Linked DNA regions of Bicyclus anynana: region 2 is linked to region 1. Evidence: chromatin contacts called from public Hi-C data. All regions are on one chromosome and are shown on one strand. The core of a region is the stretch at or near the end of the contact, and the rest is flanking DNA. Distances in the headings are between cores, read along the strand shown.

The links. A called contact is a pair of places that touch in the nucleus more often than the background predicts.
Region 2: a Hi-C map of whole body shows a contact between it and region 1, with 2.9 times the contacts expected there. The contact joins the enhancer-like site here to the promoter of LOC112049870 in region 1. A contact is called at or near these places in 2 of 2 Hi-C or Micro-C datasets (whole body and whole larva).

Annotation. Positions count from the first base shown.
Region 1 is chr10:3,535,946-3,539,703 of ilBicAnyn1.1, forward strand. It overlaps LOC112049870 (AN1-type zinc finger protein 6), which reads left to right and starts at 2,168. Exons shown (of 7, transcript XM_024087914.2): 1 at 2,168-2,295; 2 at 3,575-3,698.
Region 2 is chr10:3,572,368-3,576,125 of ilBicAnyn1.1, forward strand. All of the region lies in intron 5 of LOC112049870 (AN1-type zinc finger protein 6), which reads left to right. Among protein-coding and RNA genes, the nearest start is that of LOC112049854, 33 kb to the right of the region's middle. Within about 2 kb of position 2,089, at least 7 of the 8 cell types and tissues checked have open chromatin away from gene starts, as enhancers often do.

The DNA.
Region 1 (3,758 bases), core at 918-3,417:
CTTATGTTTATGGACACCGATTCTCCCGCTAAACTACTGACTTAAAACACTATTGTATTAAATTCCATGTTGGTTTTTAGATTTAATTAGGAAGGTTCATTTTTATAAAGTATGTACATTATCCATGTCTAAGAGAAAAATGGGGATCAAACCTACTTTTTATGTTCTTCGATCGAACCCAAATACCCGGCTTCATAATCATGGAATAATTAAGACTTCAATTTAAAAAGTAGGTCTCTATTCGTTGTTGACAAAACATAACCTCTAAAACTTCAAACATAAATATCTCGAATTCCAGACTTCACATAATATTAAACCATAAGAATAAATTGTTAAGAAAATAATTATCTATCATTTTATATTTTTTTCATTCATAGACGCTTAAAAAAAATGTCAGCAAAAATTTGTTTGGAAATAGACCATTGTCCTTTAGTTGGATACAAATTTAAAAATAAATCATAAAATCTCTTCACAGCTGACAGCAGTTTTATTTTTAAAGTTCATTCCGGCCCTTAGGTGGGAATTTGTATGAGTTATTCCCTCCCTGGAGCAACATTTTCCACCCAATACTCAGATCAAAACAACACTACTTTCCGAGTATGAGAAATGAAATAGTAGATTGTTATACAAGGGGCTAAAAAGACCCATTATATACGAGGTATTTTTAGGGCCCGAGACGCAGGTGAGAGCCGCCTAAATAGAAACCGAGTTTATAATGGGTTTAGCCCCACGTGTTACACTCTGCTTTTCACTACGATTGCGAGAAAATAAAATAGTTTAGTACAATATTCAATGATTTATTTTAATTGAAAATTAAATGTACAAAGTCTACAATTTTGGATATTAAGGGAGTTTCTTTTACCCAGTAACATAATTTCCGACTACTGTGAAGATGAATAATAAGTAGGTATGTAAGATAAACGTGGTAGATAATAGTTTAAAAAAACTCCTTTCATAAGCGAATCCATTCGTTGTTGTTTTCTCCACTTATAAAACTTTTCTTAGGTAAGTACCTATTTAAGTAAATGCGTCTCGACTTTGATGGTAACAAATTGAAAATTTTATCCATCTCCAAATTAGGATCACCATTCTCACTAGATGAAGACAATAATAACAATTATTGTTGAAAAATATGTAAGTTACGGTCACAAATTGACAATGAATTTCTGAAAAAAATCAAGTGTGTATCACGCCAATTGTTTTTTAATTTAATTTTTTTCACATGAGAAAGAGGCAAAGGTTTACACCGTTAAGGATGTCCCATGTCTTCAAATCTCGTTCTATTCGCAAATCAATAAAAAAATAAACGCATTCCACAGACAAGAACGCTGCATTTCATTCCAATTTAAAGTTTTTTATTTATTTTTCAAAACAATCAGTGCCTTACCTGTAATGATTCTATTTTCGAATAAAACCTCCTCCGTTTTATAGTAGGCTAGTACTTAGCTAGTACTCGTAACAGACAAGAATTAAAAAACAAAATTACTTTAGCCCCTAGAGGCTAATATACTTGTTTAGCCCCGCTGTGGAGTGGTAATATGACAGTGTTTTTGAGCAAGAGTAGTGAAAAATATATTTATTGGTGTTAACTATTTTCGATGTGTGAGTTTACCTCAGTCCCTCAAAAAGGTAGTAGTCCTTATGTAATTAATCTGAGCAAGAATGCTTATGCTGTTATAAGGTTTTGATAGGCAGATTTTTTTTATTATTTTTATTATAATTTATTACACTTATTTTTTATTATAATTTTTTTAATTAGTTACTATCAAAAGCACTACGAGGTCGGAGAGTACAAGAACTTGAGAATGGCTTTAGTACTTTCAAAGAGTTTTTAAAAGCATTCTTAACTTTATTCTTATTTCTTTACCATTTTAACTTAACCTTTATGTTTATTTTTGGATAAGTTAAAATCGAGGCTCTGAGTCGAGATGAAAACACTTGGAGAGTGGCAGGTTTCACGGAGTTTAAAAAAAGAAATGGTTGCGTTTTGGGACGCATTACAGAAGTTGTAACTTACGAGTAAACCTGCTGTCGTATGCGTGAGAGAAAAGGACACAATAGCGTCGTCGTTTTACCTCCAACACTTTAATATTTTACTGAAAAGATAACGACTTCGGGGGTAGTTTTGCGTTTAGGTTTCAGGATTCCATGTATTCTAAGCTTTAAGTTTAAAACGGCAAATGGCAACACTTATCTGGTCACGTGATTAGTCTGGGTTTTGCAAACGGTGAGTGGAGTGCCTTGTCATCAGTCCTTTGAGTTTTTGGATGATTTTCTTTGGAATTCATATTCAAAGTGAGTAATTTACAAAAGAGAATTAATATTGTACTGCATTTAACTTAAATATGGTGTTTGAACGTGACTGTGTGATGTGCTTCTATATGATGAAATTGTACCTTGTTCCGTGACTAGTGTGATATGACGCCATTTTCTTCGTGAATGCCAATTATCGAAGTTCTTCAATATTTTCTTTGTTTCTTCAGTCCAGCAATACGAGACACTGTAAATAATTTAATATTTAATCATCACGCGTATGTTTCTCGTAGATAGCCTCTATAGATATTACTTTAATCCTCATCATCGCACTTTCATTAGAGTGTACCTTGCACGCATTTCATTAATGATACCACCTCCAAGGCGTATATTATGCATATTAGTTTGATTTCCTACTGTAAACATGCGTGAAAATTAGCTTAAATGCGTTGCCCATAACGTTTAAGTCGTAGTTACCAGCATGTTTCTAGAAATTCACTTGCGTAGTTAATTTTTTGGTGCATTAATGTGTCGTGAAGTGACGTTATAAAAACCTACCTACTTCGATAACTCGTGAGTCAACAACTTCGTGTATTCTCTTAGTAATTTCCTAATTCCTAGGGTTTCTTTACATGGGAGATTAAACAAGTGAAAAAGACCTATAAAAATGTTGTGCTTTCATTGTTTGTAACAAAACAATGAGTCAATGACAGTTCAAACAGGTTTTTTTAGGTTATGAATAGATTTTTTAATTATAACTTCTGAGTTTATTTGCTCTCTACATTATACATCGACTGAATTATTTAATGCTTATGTATAATGTGGTTTGGATATCAATATGAATAAAATAGAAAGTGTTTATATCTTACCTATATTTCGATATACGAATGACTACTCTAAATGAACCTGATTTGCAGTGTTTGCTATTTTCCATTTTATTCACCATGTCTACATTATACCTACATGAGCTATAATTTTGAAATATATTACATATAAAATATTAACAATTTTGTAGGATCACTGATACTTCTTACTTTTTTAACGTTCAACTATTTTTTTATAATTGAAAATCCCATATGATTTATGGAAATGTTACCATAGGCCAATTCTCTTTATATAGATGAGGTATTTACATTTAGTTTTTATGCTTAATTTTTTTAAAGACTTTAACACTACTTATTGCTTATTGGATTTAATAATTTGTTCTAGAATTAACTCATAAAGTAAATTTGTTATACAGATAAGATATAGTATGTATATAAGACATTGACCAGAGATTTATTTGCTAAACTTTTTTTAAAAATATTATATGTGGTTCTAGGAATACAGACAGGAATAGTACAAAGATGATATAGAATGAGGTCACACTGTCGACACACATGGCATCCCAGTAAGAACTGTTCCCAACTCTGTCATGCCCATGACAATCAGGATCTAGCCTTCAGGTATTTTACCTTCTAAATAAGCTGCTCCTGCTTGTGATATATAAAGAAATACTGTGGAAC
Region 2 (3,758 bases), core at 839-3,338, 36 kb after region 1:
TCATACACGTAACTAATTGGTTTAAAAATAACCAATTAGTTTTAATGTAAGGCCCGAAAGCGAAGTAGAAATCATACGAATTCAATAATAATGAGCGAGCGAGCAAAAAGTTAGGTGTAAACACGTCACTATTGAATGTGCTGTTGTATATCTAGATTATTTTAACTTAGCGCGTCAACACATTTAGTCCCATTCGCACGAGTGCTTTTTTAACGTCCGTTAAAAAGCGTTCAAATAGAACAAGTACATTCCCAATATGTTCAAACGTCAGCGTTTTAAAACGCGACGCTTTCATTTATTTATTTAAGTTACATTTCCATTATAATATTTAACACATGTCATATATAAAATGTCATAATTATTACAAATGGAACCCTGTGAGGGTGTTGTAACTACAAAGCAAAACTTAACTTAACATAAGATAAGATAAGTAGAGAGGCGGATTTATTGTTTTTCGGTCAAAAAGTCATTAATTTTATAATATACTTTTTCAAGCAAAACATTTTTTAATGTTAATAAAAACTAATTAATGTTTTCCTTTTCCTTAATGTTTTGCGCTTTTTTTTCGAGCTGTGTTGTATTTTGAATGTTGGGCGTTGGAAATAGACCTTCATTTCACTTTATATTATATTTGAAAGCTTTTTTTAATGTCCGTTAAAAAAAACGCTCTTGCGAATGGGGGCTTACAAATGTAGTCTAAGAATGAGCGTAATGTGACGTCACATTTGCTCTTCATAGACACCAGACCCCACACAAGCGCAGTGGATACATGTGATGACGTCACGTTACATCGATAAATTAGCATACATATATCTAAATCGCAAGGTCCACGTTTGACGAGAGAGCCAAATGCATCGCCTTTAATACTTACATAACATGTGACCTTGTCACAAGTTGAATATTCTGTGTGCAATGTATTCAACGTCTATTAATTAGTAGTGCCGTGCCCATACGTACCTACTCCGTACTATTCACGGTACGGCACATCACAAAGAGATGTCGGCTACAGTACGATTTATTTATAGTCCGTTCATGTAATTTATATAACGGAAGAGTTCGATATCTGTCTGTCATACGCAATTTTCTGCAATGTATTTATGACAGGCCGATCCGCTTGTGTTTTTGCTCGGGTGGTATTACCTTGTATTAACTATACTAATATTAAAAAGATGACATATTTGATTGTTTGTTTGCATTGAATATATTTTAAAACTATTGGAACAATTTGAAAAATTCTTTCACCAATAGAAAGCTACATTATCCGGGAGTAACGGGCTATATTTTGTCCTCGTATTTCCACGGGAATGGGAACTACGCGTGTGAAACTAGGAGGTTCTGGTAGTAGTTAATACAATGTAGCAGTCGCCTCGCGGTTTCGTTTGTGTATTTCCCGTTACTGTGCGAAAACGGGGATCAAATATAGCCTATGGCATTCACCAATAACTTGGCTTTATAAAGGTAAAAGATTTTCAAAATTGGTTGAGGAGACCCTAGAGTTTACACCTACAAACTTTACTTCTTAATAATATTAGTATAGATTACATCGACCCCCCACCAGGTGGTCTGACGACATCAAGCGAGTCACAGGGATTTGGTGGATGCAGGAGGCTCAGGATCGTGATGTTTGGAAGTCCCTACAAAACGTCTATCGACATCTATCGGCTGATATAATGATGATGATGATTCTTTAGACGTTTGGAATGGAAGCAACCTATTTTGCGAGTTGCAATGAATTTGATAGAGTAGGTATTGTTCCCATAATTAAATTTGCTATCCAAAACCGAAACAATGTTTCAATTCGAACAGTTCCTCAGATTAGCGCTTTCAACCAAACAATCAATTCCGCTTAATAATATATGAAAGCTCACTAATTGCTTTTATGGCATCAGGAAACATGTGATCATAGTACGGAACACGAATTAAGAAATAACAGCATGCACTTGATTCTTTCAATGGGTATCAATTAAAGCCATTTACGGCGGATCTGTCGGACGAACCGACTCGTTTCTTCGTTACGCTTGTGTGCGTGAAATGCGGAAGGGCACGTATTGGTGTAAGGGCGTTTGAATGCTACGGACATATACGTGTCACCGTACTCTGGCTATTGAAACGTGTGGATATGTGTAATCCAAAGATTTTATACTATAGATAGGTCACTACCGCGTCAAAACTGAGGCGAGACGCCTAAGGCTGGCCGCCTTCATTTTCGTATTCGTTTTCGTTTATGCATAATTACGATTTGGAATTCTGTGTTACCACTAGAAAGCCGTGTTAGTTTTGAGTGTCCTAGGCTATATTTTATCCCCATATTCTCACGAGAACGAAATTTACGCGGGTGAATCCGCCGGGCGTCGGATAGATGTTTTTATAGGTATGTTAGCTGGTTTCAAGAAAATCCTTTTAAAGATCATGAAGAAGGGCTCATCATCATTATCAACTCATATTTGGCTCACTGCTGAGCACGGGCCTCCTCTCAGAATCTCTCTCCGACTCGTGGTCTCCTCTCAGAAGAAGGAATGAAAGTTTTATATTTAAAGTTCTTCACTTTAAAAGAAAACTACTACTATAAAAATGTTTTGTGTTTCCAGAATTCTCAAAATAACACGGCATGAAAAATAAAATATAACCGGATTTTATCCGGACGTAGTCGCTGGCGTTTGCGAGTTAACTTAATAAACGTGACGTAGATATCCACCTACTCGGATATTTTTCATACGGAAGAGTTACTGCATAGAGGAAGCGATTATTATCCGATAACGATACTGGCACGACGTAACTGTATATTTTTTTCTTATTAAAAAAAAAAAGAAACAAACGTCAAACAGACAATCCGTGTGCCACGAAAATCACAAAAGTTATATTTTTAGAATTGTTTAAATCGGTGAATTATTTATTTATTTTTTTAATATTGTGTTGTACAAGATGTAACTTTTAATATTATAATACGTTTGCAGTATACAAAAAATGTCGCAAAATATATTTTCATTTTTTTAAACAAGCACTTGTCATTCACTTACCGAATAACTGTCGAAATGTTTAATTATATAACAAGTTAGAAATAAATCAATAATGGAAAATGACCCCAACAAAAAAGAGTCTAAAGGGAAGCGATTGTGGAAGAGGGCCCTCAGGCGTCGGAACAGTAAATCTAACAGCAACAGTCAGAACTCCTCGCTCGACCAGAGTGCCGGTGTATCGAGGTCGAAGAGTGTGGAAAATAATCTTCAGTCAGTTCAGATAAACGATACCACACCGCTGCTGGAAGGTATCCACGAGCAATCCGAGCCCAAGCTCACAATAGTTGAGAAGACATCGAAGAAACTATCCGCCCAGGACCGCCCTTCTGAGTTGAAATTGAAGAAATCAGTCGGAATTAACGAGGAAAACAACACGATTATCCAGGAAGAGCCACAAGCCAATTCCAGAGATGCTAGCAACACTTTCTCTAAACCGAAGAGCTTGGAGGCAGAGGGTAGCAAAAAAAGTCTAAAACGGGTCGGTCACTTTAGATTTCACAATGTGTTTATAAGTACTTGTAGGAGACGTTGACGACTTTGTTAGCCCCCTTATTCTTGGTATTTACAAAAACATACTTTCATAAAAATTTTCCTATATAATTTATTCAAGTGCTAAAAAGTAAAATCCAACTGGTAGATCCAGAGATAAGCGCGCTTAAACAACTAAACAAACGAACTATTCTGCCTTATAAAATATTAGTATTAGTATAGAATTGTACTGTATATTTTATAGTATTGTTG